Regions from separate parts of the Gossypium arboreum genome. Here region 1 is linked to region 2. The links are chromatin contacts, called in public Hi-C maps. All regions are on one chromosome and are shown on one strand. The core of a region is the stretch at or near the end of the contact, and the rest is flanking DNA. Distances in the headings are between cores, read along the strand shown. Region 1 holds the start of LOC108475208. Region 2 has its middle 33 kb from the start of LOC108475811.

What was found. Hi-C and Micro-C count contacts between places; a contact is called where the count stands out from the background.
Region 1: a contact with region 2 is called in a Hi-C map of leaf, with 7 times the contacts expected there. The contact joins the promoter of LOC108475208 here to the enhancer-like site in region 2. A contact is called at or near these places in 2 of 5 Hi-C or Micro-C datasets (both in leaf).

The regions. Positions count from the first base shown.
Region 1 is chr3:133,230,833-133,236,517 of ASM2569848v2, forward strand. LOC108475208 reads right to left here and starts at 3,828. Exons shown (of 1, transcript XM_017777193.2): 1 at 2,195-3,828. The coding sequence starts at 3,717. The coding sequence ends at 2,377. LOC108474638 (nuclear transport factor 2-like) reads right to left here. Exons shown (of 10, transcript XM_017776631.2): 10 at 5,179-5,523. The coding sequence ends at 5,321.
Region 2 is chr3:132,957,360-132,963,791 of ASM2569848v2, forward strand. No RefSeq gene overlaps it. Among protein-coding and RNA genes, the nearest start is that of LOC108475811, 33 kb to the left of the region's middle. Within about 2 kb of position 4,767, at least 1 of the 2 cell types and tissues checked has an H3K27ac peak or open chromatin away from gene starts, as enhancers often do. A contact at or near this core is called in leaf, where this site is marked.

The DNA of each region.
Region 1 (5,685 bases), core at 2,578-5,077, 270 kb after region 2:
TTTGGGGTGCTACAGTTCTAATCCTATATACTTGTAAACCCCAAGCATAAACGTTGGAGGCTAGATATCAATGGCGGAAGGCTTTCACAACAAAAAAAACATCCAGAGATGAGTTTCACTAGTTAAGTTCTCCTATGTAAACCCTAGGCATAAACGTGGAAAGATTTTGCAGGTTGGGCAAACCAATGGAGGTTGGATATCAATGGAGGAAGGCTTTCACAACAAGAGCAGCATCCAGAGATGAGCTTCACTGGTTAAGTTCTCCTATATAATCCAGACATGAACCTGGAAAGATTTTGCTGGTTGGGTAAACCAATGAAGGCTCGATATCAATGGAGGAAGGCTTCTAAATCAATCAGCTACCAAGAAAAAAAGCAAACCAAAGCAAAACAGAGCAAACCAGATATCCAGGCATCCGCCTTGAGAAAAGAAGGAAAACAAAAAGTTACGTACAGAGAAATTAGGGTACATCAGCATCATCAGCATCAAGGTTTCCCTCACCAGCAAGCTCGACATTAGTACTATTTTGGCAACATTTCATACATTTCAGTATGATTAATGCTACGACAAGAACAGAAAATATTGCTAGCAAAAGCAAAGCTTTCCCCTTAAATTTGAAGGTTTCAGACATGGTAAAACTCATTGTTGTTGATGATGTGCTATTGCCTGAATCCATTTTTTTCTTTCCCGTCTGTAGCAAACACACTAACACAAGTAACGATATTTTTGTAAGAAATTCTCAATAAAGGTATTTGATATAAAAAAAAAAGCTAAAGGAAGGAAAATCAATTCTCGAGTGAGCACTGCAACGCATCTCACAACTCGTTGAGCTTGAACTATATATAAAAGTGATGACAGACTATACGTCCACGATTTTAGATGATGGGAACAGCTGAGATTCCTGATTGGGTAGGAGCATCGTCTTTCCATGTGATTGACTTGTGTCCAAGGGCGATAGTACTGGAGGAATATGTCGGTAACGTCAAAATTTTTAAAATTTTATATTAGTAATATTTTTTCTCCCCTAAAATTTAATTTTAACTCTAGAATTTTCTGACTTCCCGTCTACCAAATTTGCAACTTCACGACTTCACGTATTTGTATCGAGATTTGTTTGACCTATGCGACTAAAAGAAAGGTGGATGAAGTCCAAAATGCGATGGAAATTTTTTATGACGTCAGAAGAAATCTCAGCCCTTCAATCGGTAAACTCATGAGTCATGACATTCATTGAAAATTATATATCGGGTTACCTGGGTAGGGTCGTCAGCAAACAGGAAAGAGAAACCTTTGCTAAAATAGCATTTGTGATTTTGCCTTGTAGTTATTTTTACGGGTTACCTAGGTAGGCTCGGCAACAAACAGGAAAGAGAAAGCTTTGTCAAAATAGCATTCGTGATTTTGCTTTACAGTTATTTTTACTTTTCTCTCAAATATGTCAAATTGAGTTTTAGGTCGATTAATATGAATATTGTTGTCAATATAAAAGGATGTGAGTTCGAATGCGCTAAAGTGCATTATCCTCAAGTGAAATTCCAATATGAATCCATTACCAACAATATTATAATAAATTTAAATATACAAATATATTATTTATAGAAATCTCTTTCTTTCTCTCATTGACCCTTAGTTTAGTCAGCACCCTTAGTTCTAGTATATTTAAATACATTTTTCCTCCTTTGAAACCTATCGGTCTAATTGGGTGGTCTAATTTTTTAACAAATCTAACGTGCTCTATTATTGTTACATTTTTTTTAGTCTACTATAAAGAATGGAGTCTATTCAAGATTAAATTCAAGTGTTTTTTTTCAAAATTTAATTACATAAATTTAAAAAAATTGTTTTATCACTTAAAATAGGGCAAATTATATGGATAGTCACTTAACCATGAAAACGTTTCTATTTTTGTCACCTAATTAAAAAAAGATTTATTTAGTCCTGACGTTTTCAAAAATTGATTTTTTGGTCACTTTATCGTTAAGTCGTTAATGGAACGTTGGTGTGGATTTTTAATGATTTTATAAATTTTCACAATTTTTTATGTATTTTTTAAAAAAATTTATGCATATATTAGATTTTTTAAAAGTCAAGATGAAATTGATAAAATGCGTAAATGTTAATAATTAAATTTGTTATCATGCCAATAAAATAATAGCCATGTCAGTATTACATCAACCACTTAATAGTAGATAAAAAATCGAAAATATTAGTGACTAAATTGAAAAAGAATTTAGGTTGGTGACCAAAATAGAAACACTCTCGTAATTGGATGACTATACATGTAATTTATCCATTAGTATTATAAAATATTGTTGTATTAATCAAATATGATGTAACTTCATCGACCGAAGCAAAATACTATCGCTATCAATAACTTTAGCCGCAAGTAACTGAGATTTCGCAACCACAAATGTTTCCGAAACATGAAAACAACCCTTTCTTGTGAGCACGTCTTCTTGAATGTCTTGACTTTTTGGTTGTTGTTGTCGGAGTCTGACTAGAAAGGAAGCTCGAAAATTCATTACTTGAGTCATAAACCGGTGGGAGTTCTGTTCTCCACCGTTCGAGTTTCGAATCAAGCCCTTCCATGCTTCCATCTAAACTCCATCCTTCGCCCACCGAACTCTCCATCTCTTCCATTTTACGGTTCTTATTCCTCAACACCGCAGCTGCCACTTCCGATGGCGATGGACCCAATTCCGAATCGGTCCAAATTTTTCGCCCACCCGTTAAGCCACTTGGTGACTTCCCTGGTGGTGATATCAACTTTGGGCCATTGATGCCCTTTGTAGGACTCGATTTTTTCTTTCTGTCAGTATTTTTGTCAAACACATAATTAACCATCGAACTTCCCCTAGAATTAACCTTGTAGTTGTTTTTTCCAATCTCCGACCCGTTAACAACTGACCCACCATTGACAACTGATGATCCTTTCATCGATCTTCTGGGCCTTAATTCTGGCTCAAAAAACGAACTTGAATCACTCTTGGTTCGTCGAAGCTCGGGTTTGATCAACCCATTAACCAAAAGCTGATGGTTATTGGTATTGCTTTTTGTACTCGAAAGAGGCTTGACATTCGAGCTTTGAAACGCATCTTCCTCGCCCATTAAATGTCGATACCCGACCGCTGACGATCCCATTTGAAAGTACAAAGGCATGCTCCTCATTGAGCTATCGAGCAATGCCGCCCCAATGTTCAAAATCCCTTGAGGCCGACCCGACGGTCTCCAAACTTGAAACGCCACGAATCTCATCCCCAATTGGAGCTCTTGGCGGTTGCGCGTTTGAGAAACCGGTGGTATAAGGTTCTGAACAAGAACCCGAACGGTCCCTACATGGATGTCACGGAACCAATGCACCGCATAGATTTCGATCATTAAAGTAGACGTATCGCTATAGAGGAACTCATCATCGACGCGGAAAACGAACTTATCGTTCCATGTCGGGTTGGTGTGGCCTTGGGTGTCAATTCGGGTTGAAAGTTTTCGCTCCGAATGTACCCAAGCCACCGCGTAGGTTCGCATTTTACGACGACATACCGGTTTCAAATCTTGGGCAGAGATGACATTGAGTTCCAATAGCTGGAATGGTGCCAAATTACTCATGATTACACAACAAGGAAGGACAAAAAAGAAAACAATGAAGAACCTGTTAATGTCTGTTCCTTCTTTATTTCCTTTTTTGGAATTTCCTTTGTCGCGGCTAAAGTTATTCATACAATTAATATCCAAACTCCGGCCCTTTGTCGTCGTCAGCCATGTACGACGACAACAATGGCAGAGAAGAAAATGAATCAGTGATGAGAAAATAAAGGCAAAATGAAATGAAGCCATTTGAAAAATAGTGCGGGATTTGTGGTAATAAAAGAGGAAACCGTTGTTCTTGACATGTGTTCGTTATTTTTTAACTGCCATTGGAGGTGGTGTAAGAAAAAAAATAACCAACGACAGGTTTTTTCTTTATTTTTTATTTTTTTAATAATTTAATTAGGATTAATTATTATAAATTTAGGGTATAGGAGTTTTAAGTTTAAACGATTTTTCTAGGAAAATAATAAATAAAAATCAAATCGATTCACTTATTGTACCATTTTTTTTCAAATATATATTTAATTAAAACCTTCGGCATTTGATAATTATATTTAATCTCGATTATTTCGTAATTAACAGATTTTATTTTATTTATTAAATATTATTATTTTTATATAAATTATGCATTAAATATAGTATTTTGTTAAAATATATACATTTTGACTTAATGAGATTATTTTTATGAGTTAACTATAGTAAATATATTTAAACTATGATCTTTATTTTAAATTAGTTCTCAAACTTTAAAATATTCGATCATATCTTTAAACTATCGATGTTATATCAAGAATATCCTCATCGTTACTAAAACCATTAATTTAACTAATAATGAGACGTCGATCTTATTGGATATAATACAAAATGAAACTTTTAAAGAAAAAATGAATATTATAAAAAACTTGATTTTGAGGTTTTCAATGTTTTTATAGAAATTATCATCCAGATTTTTTTCGGTTTTACTTTATTTTTAGTTTTAATTTTAAAATTATGCTGCAATATTTTACTTTTCTTTAAAATTTCATTTTAAATTATATCACATAAAATTTTACATGTCACTTAATGGTTAAATTAACGGTCTCAATAATAGAAAAACTTAATTGATATAACATCGATAATTTGGATATATAATTAAAATGCTTTGAAGTTTAGGGACTAATTTAAAATAAGAATCATAATTTAGGATATCTACTTTTTTATATATATGATTAAGAAGTTACAAAATTCATAATTTTATTAAAAATAACAAAAATTAATTGAGCCAATTTTCTTGTACGGTCCGGTAATTGAAGTGCCGAACCAAGCAATTGATGCGATCTGATTAGACCGGATCCATTATTTTGGCAAAAAAAAAAGGGAATATATCCGAAAACTGAACGGTTGAACCGGTCTATTGGTCTAATCCAATATAATATTTTCATATAATAAATAAATTGGGGTGGACCAATGATTTTGGCTAAAAACTGAAAAGATCAAAACTTGCATGTTAAAATGAAAAAAAAGACCAAACTTTTTTGAAGGCATAAGCAAAATGAGCCCCAAAACTGCAAATATATTGCCTATTAAATATTGAAAGAACAAATTTCAATGTATGATCACAAACCCTAATTCAATTCCTTTTTCCAATGAAAAACACCTATCTTATATATTGATTGTTGAATCTAACAAAATCTAGATATTGCTGAAAGCAAAAGGTTTGATCCTTTAATAGATGATGTAAAAGAGGCTGAATCTATGAAGTTTCTCCATTTCTAGATGCTTGATATCCAGGTAAGACTCGATCTTGGCGAGGAGTCGGCCTGTAGTATCCATTTCCTCTCAATCTACCGTGGTCTCGGTCATTTCCATCGTAAGCACCACCCCTGCCATAACTTCGAGCACCAAAACGCCCCCTTGAAGCATCTGTTGGATAGCTGCCTCGGCCTCTACCTCTCCCTGTCCGGAATATTTTAACCACTTCAATTAAGAATAGAAAACAAATAGCAACCACTGTTTCGATGGCAACGCTCTCATTATCAATTCTTGTTCAGGATCTACTAGTAAAAGGGCTTGGACGATGCTCGTGTATACAATAAAACATATTCCAATAGGAAAGAA
Region 2 (6,432 bases), core at 3,517-6,016:
GTCAAAAGTGATAGTAGGAACTGAGTTAGAATCTAAGTCCTCCTCAAAAGCAATGTCTCTAACCTTATTTCTTCTTCCAAACTCAACATCCTCAAAAAATGTTGCAATTCTCGTCTCAAAAATATTCCTAATTGTGGGATCATAAAACTCATAGCCCCTAGATCGCTTAAAATTTCCTTGACCCTTATACTTTATAGACACCAAAGAAGTTAGAAATGATGTCATCTCAACCTTATCGTTTGCAGATTTTATGCCCCTAAAGGCTTCTGGAATGTTGTGCTTCATAATCACTAGACTCATGCAATTTGAACAATCCTACCTCTCAAAATCCCTTTTAGCATCAAGGGTGCTTTCTACAATGAGAGGTGTAGGTTGTTCTTACCTTAGTGCAAGATCTATGTCCATACAACCAATCACTATAAGTAAGTACCTTTATCCATTCATTGAAATCAGTCTCATTAAGCATGGGTATAAAATTTATATTAGTAGATATTGTGGCAGCAGAAGATGAACTAATTGAATATAAGACAAAATAAAAACAAGCTCACATCAATATTTATAAGTAAACAATAATTTCAGGATAATGACTAATCTCATCTCAAGGTACCAAACACAACATTAATATCAAGTCTTTGGACAGTAATATTAACAATAAGCAATCCTTTTGTTTAGCAATCAAACATTGACAATAAATTAATCTTTGGGCTAACATATTGCTCACATAAAGTACCTTATAATTGTCACATATTTATCACCACAAATGTCATTGAAATTTTGCCAAATATTAACTTACCTTTGGGTCAATTAACAAATGCATGAATCATAAAGCATATAAACATCTTGATATTTTAAATAAACTAATCTATGCAAAAGATGTCACTTTGGTAGCATTTTGTTTCAACTAATCTATTTAAAATATTAGATATTCTTAATTGAATCCCAAAGCCAAAATTTGAATTTATTTGTTTCAAAACATTTCAAATTTAAACCAAAATAATTTGAATAAAGGTAAATCCCATATCAAGATATCGAGACACTTCATTAACATTTCATCTTTGGATAAAAATATTAACTTATAAGAGATATCTTAATATAGTAATCAAACACTGACAATAAGAACATGTCGAACAATAAATCTTCCTTTGGGTCGATATATTACTCACATGTAAAACCGAATAATAGTCACATGTTTATTAACACAGTTGCACATGTAATATTATTAACTTTACAGTTGCACATGTAATATTATTAACCTTACTTTGAGCCAATAAATATTACCATAACTTAAGTTATATGCACACAAACTGTTTTATTTTAAAACAAAATAATTTCAATGACAGAGGTCACTTTGACAACTTATTATTTCAATTAAGTTATTTTAAAATATATAAATATAAAAATATTCAAATTTAAAATTTTCATAACAGTCAAAGGTCAAAACTTTTTTTTTATTGTTTTATAGATTCCGAAAAAACCCAAAATAAGGTTGTTCTAATAATGCAATAACAAAAATTGAAAATCTTAATTTTTGACTGATTTTTTTTTGTTCCAAAACCATATATGTCAAAACCAAACAGAAATAATGTATTGATTCAAAGTCAAATAATTAACAAGCACATATATTCATAAATTTGACATAAACAAAACACCAAAGTAATTCACGTTTATAGTGTATTCAAAATCAAATAGAAAAATTTATCCTGCATATACCATGTAAATCTAAAATTGTATTAATGATTAACCGAGATTTGCATGAATACTTAAAAATATTTTCAAGCCAATTAATCTCAAAAGCAAAATCATAATAGTTGTCATATCTCACAATTCATACAATAAACCATATCATCATAATTTAACTAAATATTTGGAACCATAAGATGCTAAATCTTATATTATAGAACCAAATTTAAAACTATTTATTTAAACATATATTATGATTAACATGAGTTTTACTTCAAAACATCCAAAAGCTGAATAAATATTCATAGCATAAAATTAACAAATTCAATGAATATCCATTAAATCAAATTTACAAAAATTATAGTTAAACTAAATATTTGTAATCATAATATGCAAAAATCAAATATTTAAAAGGAGAATAACACGAATTCATCTTTAAAAAACTTATAGAAAATTACAAGAAAATTATAGTAACGACTAAAAGGAAATGTCAACCAAATTGGTACAACACTTAATACATGCTTTCAATTACCTTAGGCATTTCATGCTTTTAATTCCTCTACTCAATAAGAGACGAAACGGAATAATTGTTCTTTAATATATATTAAATATTTCAATCATATATAACAATCCACCAAGACTCGTACAATAACATTATAGCTGTAACCATTGGACACATTCATAGTATATGGAGTCCAATCATTAATATAATTCAGGCATATATATTATATATTATCGTAACTTTTGTAAACATAAAATCAAATTTGATATTCAAATTCATACATGTCTGGTATATGAAATACAAAACCAAATTAAAATCAAACAAGATTTGGCAGAGGGACAAAATCAAATTTCAGAGCAAAAATCACATGATTCAAACCCTAAAATCTTTAATATATTCTCAAGCAATAACCTCAAACTTTTAAAATAATTTTCAACCACCCATTCGTAATAACTTCAAATTACTCCAAACTTGAAAAATATCACATTGGCTCAATCCAAATTAAAAGTAGAATATTATTATAAATTCGCCTGCAGATATAGAAGCATAGTAAAACGAAATAACAAATAAATCATTAATCTTTGAATAGCGATTGAAAGAGAACCACCCAAAAATATAATAATGCATTCAATCTAAATCATAAAATCCTAAAACTTTAATTTAAAGAATTAAAATCCAAAAATAATAAAGAATCAATTTATTCTCAATGATTCAACATGACGAGATTCAGATGTCACTTGTTAAAACCATAAAACAAAATCTGATATAAATTTAAAATTGTAAAACAGGATCTATTATGTTAAATCATCAAGAATAAATCAAGAACAAAACTAGATGCAAAAGCATACCTAAATTCATTAATTTCTTGAAATCTACAAATATTGGGGTTTTAGTCTTCCAAATTAGCACACAAGTAATATAGCGAAGATGACTCTCTCTTTTCTAAAGATGAGATATTAGAAAAGTATCTTATGTGTAATTTGGGACCATAACCCTAATATATAAGCTTGGCACATTAGCCCTAATTTCTAATTAGCTCATCATAAATTAGAAATTAGTTACTATAGTATCTACACATGTTTGACCCATACTTTATTTAATAATTAAAGTCAAATAAACCTTAACCAAATTAGATCACTTTTAATTTGGGTTAACTTATTATAATAGTAAATAATAATAACAACATATAATTAATTATATTATATATGTGATGTTCATATTTTCCAACAAGATCAAGCTAGAAAGATCAAAGCAAGAAGAAGAAAAATAGAATTTTAGAATTTTAAAAGGAAATAATATTACGTGGAACTGGGTTAAATATTTGATGGATTAGATATATAAAGTTAATAGCCACATGATTTTGTTAATGAAAATGATTAAAAAAGATAATTTTTAATAGTTAAGTGATTATTTTGTAATTTTCATGATAAAAAAACTAATCAATAGTTGGATGACTACGATGTAATTTACCCAAAAAGAAAAAAAGGGTAACCTATTTGGGTGGTCACTCAACTTTTGGGTAGGTTCTATTTGATCACTAAACTTCAAAAAATTTCAATTTCATCCTCAAGGTTTTCAAGTTTTAGTCACTCACTATCAGATACTTAACGGAAAGCTAATGTGAGATTTTTTTATTAGCCTAATAATAATTTTAGCCCTTTAATATTTATATATTTTATCAATTTAATTTTAAATCTAAAAATTAAATAATTTTTAAAAATAAATAAATTTCTAAGGGAGAAAGACGGTGATGGGAGAGAGGGAGAGGTAGAGGAAACAGAAGGATCGGGGTGGAAGAGGAAGGAAAATATTTTTATTTTTTTAATATTAATATACTTATTTTTAATTAATATAAATATTAGTATTAATATAAGCATTAAGTGAAAAAATGTTGATTTTTTAGATTTAGGAATAATTTTCCGTTAATATGGGTGTTTAAAATTTCAAATTTTGAAAATTTTGATGATGAAATTAAAATTTCTTGAAGTTGGATAATCAAAATAGAATCTACGTAAAAGTTGAGTGATTTCTGGGAGTGTAATTGAGTCGAGTCGAACTCGAATACTTCCAAGCTCAATTAGAAATTTGGAAGCCAATACTCGACTTGAGATATAATCGAGAAACTTGAGCTCGATTAAGTTCAATTATCAATTTTGCTACTCAAGCTTAAACTCAAATTTGAACTCGCCTTAATAATTAAGCTTAAAGTTAATAATATATTAAGGCAATAACATAATTTAATAATATTAAAATATGAAAAGCTTGAAAAGACTCATGAACCCCTCGAATCAAATATTACTAAGTTCAAATTTGACTTAATTGATAACTCAAACTATTTATATTCGATTCGATAATTATCGAGTTAAACTTAATTTTTTTTAAATTAAATTCGAATATCTTAAAAAGAACCTATATCACTTTTGTACAATAGTGATTACCCAAATAATTTACTCAAAACAAAAACGTCAAAAAAGAAGAATAGTGATTACACAAATAATTTAGTCAAAACAAAAACGTCAAAAAAGAAGAGAAAAAGGAGATAGGAAAAACGAAAAAAGAGAGGTAGAAAGTGTGAGAAATAGATCCTTTCGCGCGTTTTTCGTGTGGAATAATACAGTTGCGGAGCCCACGTCATTTAATAGATCCTTTCATTTTTGTTGTTAAGTAAAACGTGAGAAAAAATTGTACTTTTTTAAAAATTAAACAACACATGTTTAATAAAATATCAAAGTTTGAGCCTGCCAACACTTTTCTATGCATAACCCGCTCTTCAATCTCAATTTTATTTCAACTTTAACATACACTTAAATTTATCTTTTTTTTTTAAGGAATTTTAAAATTTCATTTTAAAAAATAATTTTATAGGAAACTCATCATACCTAACCAAAGAAATCAGTGATAACTTCGATTTTTAAATAAAACCTCATGTTTTCTTAAACTCTAAATTTTCATATTTTTAATAAATTTATTAAGCTCATTTCTTTTTGTGCTAAAAATAAAGAAAATTTAATTCAAATGGTTAAAACCACATAAGTCACTAGTTTTACTAGATTGTAAAACTGTTACAATTTTTGTAGGAATTTTAACAAATACTCGCATATCGATTTTCCTGTCAGATACCTTCTTAACTAAATGGTCTATAACTAGATTTTTTTCCTTTAAAATATATTTTATGTGTCACTATCTTATATTTTGTAAGGCCGAAATGATTCCTGTAATCCGAACGAAATTTTTATTTTCTATAATTTCACAACAACAATAATAATAATATTATTATTATTATAGTTAAGCTCATTTTTTTCATTTCAGCCTAATGGGACAATGCGAATTAGGCTTTAATTGTGTTCGTAGTGGTTAGGCTGTCTTGAAGCTGCTAGTGCTCCAATTCTACAGTCATCTCCTTGATTTTTCTTCAATACATGGCGATATTCACGACCGTGGTAGTTAGGCTTAATTCTGACCTTTTAAAGGGTAATTATTGCCATTTTTTGGGTGTTTCGTCACGCAACTCGTAAGATTGTGTCACGTGTGTCACGTGGTGAAATCTAGAGTTTAATATTTAAAATAATTAAAAACTATTAAATATTATAAAAATATTAAAAATTACAAAAGAATAATATAAAAGTGAAAAAGTTATAAAATTTATTATAAATGAGAAAAAATATATAAATTATGAAAATTAAAAAATTAAAATGGTATGAATTAAAAATATGAAATTTTTAAATATAAAAAAGTATTAAAATTATTATAAAAATATAGAAAGTGCAAAAATTATATAAAATTACAAAAAAAGTTTAAAAATATTTACAATTTTATGTACAGCCCTTTTCATTTGCATTCTTAACCTACTTTCCTACCTTAATTTGCATCTCAAAACACTTTATAATTATGTCACATGACGGAATATGATGTTTTATACTTAAAATCACTAAAATCATTAGAAATTTAAAAGAAGTATAAAAATTATAGAAAATCATAAAAGATTATAAAAATATTAAAAATTAAAAAAATATAAAAGTGCAAAAGTTGAGTTTTTTATTAAAATAAAATAGAAAATTTAATTATGAAAATGTTATTACACACAAATTATTTACAAAAATGGGGTGTTTTCTATAGTAAAAATAAGTGTCATCATATTGCCAAGTGGAACCATCCTAGATTTCCTCCCCTTGCTATCATCAATCTTGATGAAGCAAAAAATATTCTTTTAATCGATGTCGCCAACTGGTCAGGTGGAACCCAAAAAATAT